2 separate regions of the Mus musculus genome follow, and region 2 is linked to region 1. The links are chromatin contacts, called in public HiChIP or PLAC-seq maps. All regions are on one chromosome and are shown on one strand. The core of a region is the stretch at or near the end of the contact, and the rest is flanking DNA. Distances in the headings are between cores, read along the strand shown. Region 1 overlaps Cyp7a1 (cytochrome P450, family 7, subfamily a, polypeptide 1). Region 2 has its middle 59 kb from the start of Nsmaf.

The links. HiChIP or PLAC-seq counts read pairs in DNA pulled down with a chosen protein or histone mark.
Region 2: a contact with region 1 is called in a FOXA1 HiChIP or PLAC-seq map of pancreatic cancer cells. The contact joins two enhancer-like sites. A contact is called at or near these places in 1 of 39 promoter capture datasets (neutrophils), 1 of 115 datasets of contacts at active chromatin or transcription factors (pancreatic cancer cells) and 1 of 9 other capture datasets (adipose tissue).

Annotation. Positions count from the first base shown.
Region 1 is chr4:6,268,399-6,272,698 of GRCm38.p6, reverse strand. It overlaps Cyp7a1 (cytochrome P450, family 7, subfamily a, polypeptide 1), which reads left to right. Exons shown (of 6, transcript NM_007824.3): 3 at 1-395; 4 at 1,453-1,583; 5 at 3,468-3,643; 6 at 4,191-4,300. Among named protein-coding and RNA genes, the nearest start is that of Cyp7a1, 5.1 kb to the left of the region's middle. Within about 2 kb of position 1,743, at least 3 of the 459 cell types and tissues checked have an H3K27ac peak or open chromatin away from gene starts, as enhancers often do. A contact at or near this core is called in pancreatic cancer cells, where this site is marked.
Region 2 is chr4:6,510,883-6,515,182 of GRCm38.p6, reverse strand. It overlaps the pseudogene Gm11801. Among named protein-coding and RNA genes, the nearest start is that of Nsmaf, 59 kb to the right of the region's middle. Within about 2 kb of position 1,847, at least 21 of the 459 cell types and tissues checked have an H3K27ac peak or open chromatin away from gene starts, as enhancers often do. A contact at or near this core is called in pancreatic cancer cells, where this site is marked.

The DNA.
Region 1 (4,300 bases), core at 494-2,993:
TATGCCTTCTGCTACCGAGTGATGTTTGAAGCCGGATATCTAACGCTGTTTGGCAAAGATATTTCAAAGACAGACTCACAAAGAGCATTTATTCAAAACAACCTTGACAGCTTCAAACAATTTGACCAAGTATTTCCGGCACTAGTGGCGGGCGTCCCTATTCACTTGTTCAAGACCGCACATAAAGCCCGGGAAAGGCTGGCTGAGAGCTTGAAGCACAAGAACCTGTACATGAGGGACCAGGTCTCTGAACTGATCCGTCTACGCATGTTTCTCAACGATACACTCTCCACCTTTGATGACATGGAGAAGGCTAAGACGCACCTCGTGATCCTCTGGGCATCTCAAGCAAACACCATTCCTGCAACCTTCTGGAGCTTATTTCAAATGATCAGGTGACTAGTAATTTAAGTGTTTACTCCTCATGGTGATGTATAGTTCAATTTTTAGCTCAAAAACTGAAAAGACTTGTAGCTTTCTGAGCCGTCAATCAAGAAAGTGATACTTAATGCCAATGTTTAGCATGTACATAACAGAAGCAGCCTTTTGTAAGAGCACAGTCCCATCGAAGGGATGTCCCAGAAGCCACAGATCTCAGATAGCCTAGCACTCTGTCAATGCAGGTTCCCTGGCCCAGTCTTGCTCTTCACCCCATAGTATTCTTCTTAATGTCAAATTAAATTCATGACTGCAGTCTTCACCACCATATAAACATTTTAAATGATGACTGGCTTGCCGATGTGACAAGGGCAGTGGCTGGCAACGCCTTACTGATTTGAGCATTCCCATTTTCCTGCTGTCTCACAGGAATTCACAGCAAAGTAGCACCATTGATTTCATATCATATATGAGCTGCAGCCATATTTTAAGTCACACAACTACTTGTTAGTCAAACATTTCTGAGGCTCAGTTCACTGTAATCAGGTTTCACACTCAGCCTCAAGCCATTTTCCAGACATTGAAATGGAATATCCTTTATCTCACCATTAAAAAATAACAATACAAGTGGCAGCACAGTACTGACACTATGGTATGCATTGTAAGGATAAACTTTAACTCCTACTTGGGAATTAGCCAATCCTTGGTAATTGTATGTTAGGGGACATATTCCTTCTGATTTACTATGTTCATCATGTATTAGAATCATTAATTTATAGAGAGCTGACCAAAGCTTTGCTTTTACATAGCAAGGCCCCTTTAATGCCCCTGCATGAACTCAAGGACATGAATCCAGTTCAGTGCCCTTTTGCATACTCCCTGTCTGTCTCCCCTTGGCATACATACTCTTACACATTCCTATGACCCTCTCCCTTTGCACACTCCCTGGTACCATGATCTCTCCTTGCACAATCCTTACTACCATAACCACCTCATTAAAAGAAATGAATAATTCTTACTTGCTCGCAGATCTCTAAATAAGGACACCCCCCCCCCATATGTCTCCTTCCATAGGAGCCCTGAAGCAATGAAAGCAGCCTCTGAAGAAGTGAATGGAGCATTACAGAGTGCTGGCCAAGAGCTCAGCTCTGGAGGGAATGCCATTTACTTGGATCAAGAGCAACTAAACAACCTGCCAGTACTAGGTATGCTTGCTCTGCTACGCCTCATTCACCATGTCAGTAATAACAATGCTCAACATATACCTTGTGCGTTAAGCCAAGTATGTAGCACCTGCCACACAATAGGATAACTAGGGACATTTTCATTCGTGTCTACCCAGCAGGGGACTGAGACCCAGAGGGCAGGATGATGCCTGGGATCAGAAAAGGAAACAGTGGCAGCACTTCTGATACTCAGCCACTCTGTGACCTTTGAGTTAGTCCATCAAAACCATTAAGCTTAAGAATACAGGCAGCAGGAGTTAATGAGAGCAAGGTACCATCAAGGAAGAGTGATTGGGTTGGCTAGTTGGACTGAGCGAGGCTTTGCCTCCTTTGTCCCCATATTTGCTAGAATACAGAAGTGTCACGTGCTTATAGTAAAACAAATAGTAAACCAATGACTCACTGCAGTGAACACTTGCAAGAAAGCTATTTAGGTAAAAGAGTGTGCCAGACCAAGACACGCCTCAGCTTCCATGGAAAGATCAATAATAATAATAATAACAGCTATTTTTATTATTTTGATTCTTTTCTTTTCAAGGGAAGTCACAAGGCAGATGTGGAGGGATGGTGAGATGAGGGGGACTGGAGTGCATGATGTAAAATTCATAAAGAATCAAAAAAAGTTAAAAAATAGTGACAGAAATCTAGGTACGGTGCTGCCTGATGTAGGAGTCTTGGACACCTCCCCCTTCTCATTTGTAAATGAAGTGCTAACTATTTATGACTGCATATACAGTCGTGCCATGGACCCTGAGAACAAGGCAGCTGACGGTTAGAGGCCTGATGGCCAGATTGGACCTCTCTTAGACTCCAGCTATTCTGAGGTTTATATTGTTTCTGCATGCCTCTACCCAGAAGCAGGACAGCATTGTGCATCCTCAGATAACCTATGACTGAAAGGGAGATTTCCTAAACTTCCTAAAAATGGCACGTTCGTGAAATGATTGGAGAGACATTTCTTTATCAGTATGTTTAGTCTCCAAAGTGATCAACAATAACTCACACAAAATATTGATTACTAGTTTATCCAATATTATTAACTGTTCAGTGTTCTACGGAAATAATATTACTGTTCTATAAAGTGAGGGATAGCTATCTAGTTCTCATTGATGGTGAAGATTGATATATCAGATCAAATATTAACTTAGATCAGTGGTTCTTAACCTTCCTAATGCTGTGGTACTTTATGTTGTGGTGACCCCCCCCCCAACCATAAAATCGTTTTCATTGCTACTTCAGAACTATAATTTTGCTACTATTATGAGTTGTAATGTAAAAAGCCTATGAAAAGCTTGTTTGACACCCTTGCCCCAAGGGATCATGACCCACAGGTTGAGAACCATTGACTTAGATGCTCAGATTGAAAATATATTTCAGCTGAGTCACCAAGAACAGTACATTGGCAGCAGACACAGCTTTCAGTAGCGTTTATCCCTTAGCTTCCCATGTGCTTGTTTATTTATTTATTTTTTATTTGCTTGTTTTGTATGTAGGTTGTCAGAAGTATTTCAGGTAGTGTGTTATGTAGCCTGCAAGAGCATAAATTCAGGGCTGGGGAGATGGCCCAGCAGTTCAAAGCACTTGCTGCTTTTGCAGAGGACCCAGGTTTAACTCCCAGCACCCATTTAGAGGCCTACAACCACCCATAAGTCTAGTTCTGGATTATCCGACAATTTCTTTTGACCTGTGCAGACATTAGGCATGTGCATGGCACATGTGTATACATACAGGCAAAACAGCCACAAGCATAACAATGTATAAACTGAGACTATTTTAATGTATACATTATTCTCTCCTGTACTGCCATTTCGTTTCCTCCTTTCCTTCCCTCCCATCTGACTTCTTCTATTTAAAAATATTTAGATAGCATCATCAAGGAGGCTCTGCGGCTCTCCAGTGCATCCTTGAATATCCGGACAGCTAAGGAGGACTTCACTCTACACCTTGAGGATGGTTCCTATAACATTCGAAAAGATGACATCATAGCTCTTTACCCACAGTTAATGCACTTGGATCCTGAAATCTACCCAGACCCTTTGGTAAGTTTCTGCTCATCATAGTTCAGTATTATGGTGATATCCATGCAGGTTTAGATAAGGAATGGTTTTGTAGTGCAGCTTTGATTTTCTCATTGAAACCATAGTTATTTTCCCTGTCATTACTGCAAATATTCATGTTTGGACACTTTGGGTAGAGGCAAGAGTTTTAGTCCTTATATTTTTCATTTCATAGATCCTGCAAAGTTACCTTTGTCTTTTTCTTAAGAAAAAAAAATACCTTCTCCCAGATCCTCACTATTGGAGAATAATGTATCCAACTCCATCCTTCCAGTTTCTGTTTAGAACCCTTCTTGCTTCTTTGCCTATCTGAGGAATGAGTCCCCAGGCAGGGTAGGAGGTACCAAGAGCTACTAATTCCTCCTGCTCTCTTATGGTCTCTCCAGTGTCCTTCTGCTTCACAGCTGACTGTATGTAACTTGCTGAGGATGGCACGAGTACTAGAAACTTACCTTTTGGGTCTCTCAAGTGAAAAATGGGACAAATTTCTCTCAAAATATGTCATTCTCTTGTTGTATTTTTATTGTAGACTTTTAAATACGACCGGTACCTTGATGAAAGTGGGAAAGCAAAGACCACCTTCTATAGAAATGGAAACAAGCTGAAGTATTTCTACATGCCCTTTGGATCAGGAGCTAC
Region 2 (4,300 bases), core at 598-3,097, 240 kb before region 1:
ATCTCTCAGGCTCTCCTTAGCAGAGGCATGAGGTCCTTCTCCAACAGGCAGCATTTGAGTAATGGCCTTGACTGTGAAGCTGAACTTGTCTGCGGCCATTGTATTGCTTTGCTTTGATGTCCAGGTCTCAGACATCACTAGAGATGAAACGGATGCAGATGCTGCCGATGAATGCGTCATTATAGTTTTTACCACCAGAGGGAGCTCATAACCACACTACAGGGAATGATTGGCCCTGCTGCCAGACTGGAGAGAGGATAAATTGCCTACAGATGGAGAGTTTAAACCACATTAAAACTTAATAAAGAATTGCGGATTGACTGAGGGAATTCTAACACTAAAAAAAAAAAAATCTTCCAAAGGCAAAACACAACAGAAATGCCTAAGGCATTCTGTTTGTGCTGTGTTTTTGCTTTTTCTAAAGAGAAAGAGAGCACAAGAAATATTGATTCAATTAGTGAAGCTAAACAAACCAGGAGATTTTAAATAGAATGAGTGTACACAGAGTTTCTCAGCCCTTCCATCTGCCAGAACTCTTCCAGTGGCGTGGTCCTTCTTGTGTGAGCATTGGAGTCTCCCATCTGATCAAGCTTTGATGCCTCAAACTCTTAAAACTTGCATTTCGCATTAAAAACTTCTCCTAAGATTCTCAATGCTTGCAATTAATGTTCCATTTCTACTCCAGTGCGCAATGCCTATTATCAGCAAGATTTAGCTTAAAATGGCATAATCCTTTAATATACATCAGGATCTAATAGGAAGGCTATGCAATGAGGATTAAAATGATAATAGTTTCCAAGCATGGGCAGGAGGCCAGGTGTAGGAAGCAGTTTATAGCCAACTGAATATTGTACTGAAGGACCCTGCCAGCACTGTGGGCACGTATGACAGGGTGATACAAATAACAAAATAACAGCCAAGACCATAAAAATAATAGTAAGCACGGATCTTGGACTGCTCCTGCCACCACAACAAAGTAGCGCAAACTCAAACAACAGAAACAGATTTTCACTGAATTCCAGAGCTAGAATCTGAGATCCCGCCTTGAGCAGTCTATTTCTTCTGAGAGCTGACCTTGGATTGTAAGTGGCTGTCTTCTTCCTGTGTCTTTCCCCTGTGCATGTGTTCTTATCACCCCGTCTTAGAAGAACACAGGTTGCATGGGCTTAAGCTGTAACTAAATGACCCCAGTTTATTAATCAATTCCCTATAGGCCTGTGATCAAATACGGTCCCTTTTTGTGATGCTGTGAGTTGCAGCTTCAAAATATGAATTCTCAGGGAACACATTTCAGCCTCTTACACTCCCCTCCTTCCCAGAACTACTCTGCAGTGCCAGGAAATGTCTAGGAGGCAGCTGGTATAGCCTGAGAAGAAATCACTACAGTGAGCGGCTGCCCACTGAGTAGGGAAGAAGGTTAAAAAAGAAGGAAGAAAAAAGAGCATGTGAAGATAGAAACTACAATTAAGAACAAAACAAGAGACGTTTTCTGGTAATGAAAGAGACTAAAAATAAAATCAAATAAATGTAAGAGGTGAAATAAAAATACGTGTACTTAGAACAACAACATGCTAACGAGTCGAATACTGTTACATGTAGAAAAAGGAAAGGAGACACAAGGGAAATGAAAGAAAGAACGGGGGGGGGAAGAAATAAATAAATTATGGTAAAGCAAAAATATTGCCCAGTAATTTAATAATGTATACGTTAAGTCAGATAACTGCATGAAGAACAACGACTATTTAAATGTAAGAGGTAAAATTACTGCTGAAAGCGTAGAAAGGGGACGAGATGCCAACGGAAAAGAAAATGAGGCGTTGGACGGTTTATTTCTGGTCCTTGAAAACTGGAAACTGACAGTTACATGCCCAGAACTTGGGGAAAGGGAGTGGACCGCTGTGTGGACTTTGTCTTTCCCATTGTTTATGCTGTTGTTGGGTCTATGTGGGACAAGTGAAATCGGCCAGAGCTGCTTTCACCTCTGTAGGTAAAGAGGGACATCTGCTGGTCACGCTTATCATTGCAGTCTGTGGGCGGGGTAGGCTCTCTCACTCCTCCCAGATGTCTGGTCTGCTCCTGGGAGAGTGTTTTCTGGAGTGCTTTGTGGTTGTGAGGAGCAGCTACAGCGCTGAGATCCATACTTTCAAAACCTCGGGAGTGCTAATCATCCTGCTAGATGAACGCTGCCCTGGAAGTTCCGGAGTTGTCGTATGACGGTGGGTAATGCACATGGCCGCAGCAGTTGAGCATCACATCTGCTGACTTCAACCTCAGAGTTGTTGGGAACACAGAGGCCCTTGCACTCACAGAAAAGCATTAAGGACAATCAAGAATACTAAACAAACAGAGGCCCTTTCTTAATGGAGAGATAAAATACCTGTTTTCCTGCCCAGAAAGCTCTGAGTGGATTTTATTAATGTCCTTTCCTATGTCAACACAAGCAAACCCCACCCAAATTCCCTCAAAATGATCGTCCCACTCACTTCCCTCCAGAGGCCATTACTCATCTTTTGGGTGGATGTCACAAGTCTATGCTATGGGTCAGAGACTGCACTAGATTCTAGGCCTTTTGACTATAGAGCCCATCCATCCTCATAGTCGCGTGTGCTTTGTAAAGGAGTTTCTATGTAGTCACACCTTAAGCTTTCTTGTGCACCTGATCATTGCTTGAAAAATCTCTCCCCAAATTGTACTGTTTTAACTATGCTGACATTGAACTCCCTCTCATTAACCTCTCAGGAGTCTGATCCAGGTTGATGAAGTCAGTCTGCACCAGATTTTTTTTTTTTTGGTTTTTTTCGAGACAGGGTTTCTGTGTGGCCATGGCTGTCTTAGAACTCATCCTGTAGACCAGGGTGCAAGGTGGCCTCAGAAATCTGCCTGCTCTGCCTCCCAAGCGCTGGGATTAAAGGCATGTGTTACCACTGCCCCACCATATTTTTATTCTTATCTCTTCCTGGGGTTCACTTCCCTGACTGTATCCATGCAAGGACCCCTTCAAGCTGCCACACTGCATCTCTGCGAGTGAGAAGAGCAGGACTAACCTGACCTTTCTAACCTGAGCCAGCTTTTGCCACCTCCACCTTTCACCTTCTCAGTGCCTATCCTCCCCCTCCAAAACTGCCTGACTGGAACTTCCCCCTCACATGGGGGCTCCAGCTGACCACATTGGGGCTCCCCATCCCTAGCGTGTTCCCTGACCTAGGTCCTCTGGAGTAGCTCATCTTTTAGCAAGAGTCACTCTAAAGATTGTATTCTTCATTGCCCAGCGTCTTGGAATAACGTTACAGGAATGTTATTCTCTCAGGGCTGATTGTCTGACTGCGGCTATCTGGCCTGCCTATGAAAGTTGTCCAGAGGGTAGGAATAGACAACTTTCACTCTGCCTACCTTCCCAGAGTGCTCTCTGCCCTCCTGGGTGCCTCTAGCTCTGCTTCCTCCTACGTTTGGTCTTGAGAGACCAAATCTTTTGGGTTCAGACTCCATCTTAAAGAACCTGACCTAAGGTTGACTAACAAGCCAGTACCTAGCCCCAGGCTACGCCCCCAACAAGACTGTGTGTCTAGCACCAGTTTCCATGTTATTCACCAACAAATCTGTGTACCCAGGTTACAAGCCCGCTCCTGACACTTCACTTCCTAACAACCACCAATCAGGAGAAAAGCAAAAATTAAATTTATGTTTTGGATCCCAGCACCAACCATAACGGCCCCATACATAATCAGATGTGTACCCGTCTAGAAACCTCCTTCTTGCCTCTATATAAATGCTTGCCTAAAACTAGGTTCGGAGCTCCACCTTCCTGCTGTGTCAGGATTGGCAGGGAGCCCAAGCTGGAGCTTGAATAAAGAGACCCAAATGCAATTGCATCGGAACCAGTTTCTTGGTGGTCTCTTTAGAGTCCATGAATGCTTCCGGGCACAACAGTCTCTACTTTGCTCATCATCCTCTCACTTTAGACCCACATCTAAAGTGCTCATTCCCCTTTTCAGTGTGGAATACAGCGTTTTCTTTTTTTGTCTTTCCACCTCATAAAGGCAGCCTTGACTACACCATCTTTTTTAAAAGGAGTACAATTTATTCAGGAAATGATACATTTTAGAATTATAACATCCATTTAAAAAAGCACATTTCTTGGTGCTTTCAAAAACTCCTGACATGTTACTCTTTGAACTATATCCTATAGGAATATTCAGTGAAATACATGACAGAAAATTCAGGCCTCAGAAAGAGTATCTTGTGGAATCACATATGGACTACCCACTTAAGGAGTTGCTTTGCATTGAAAATATGTAATACT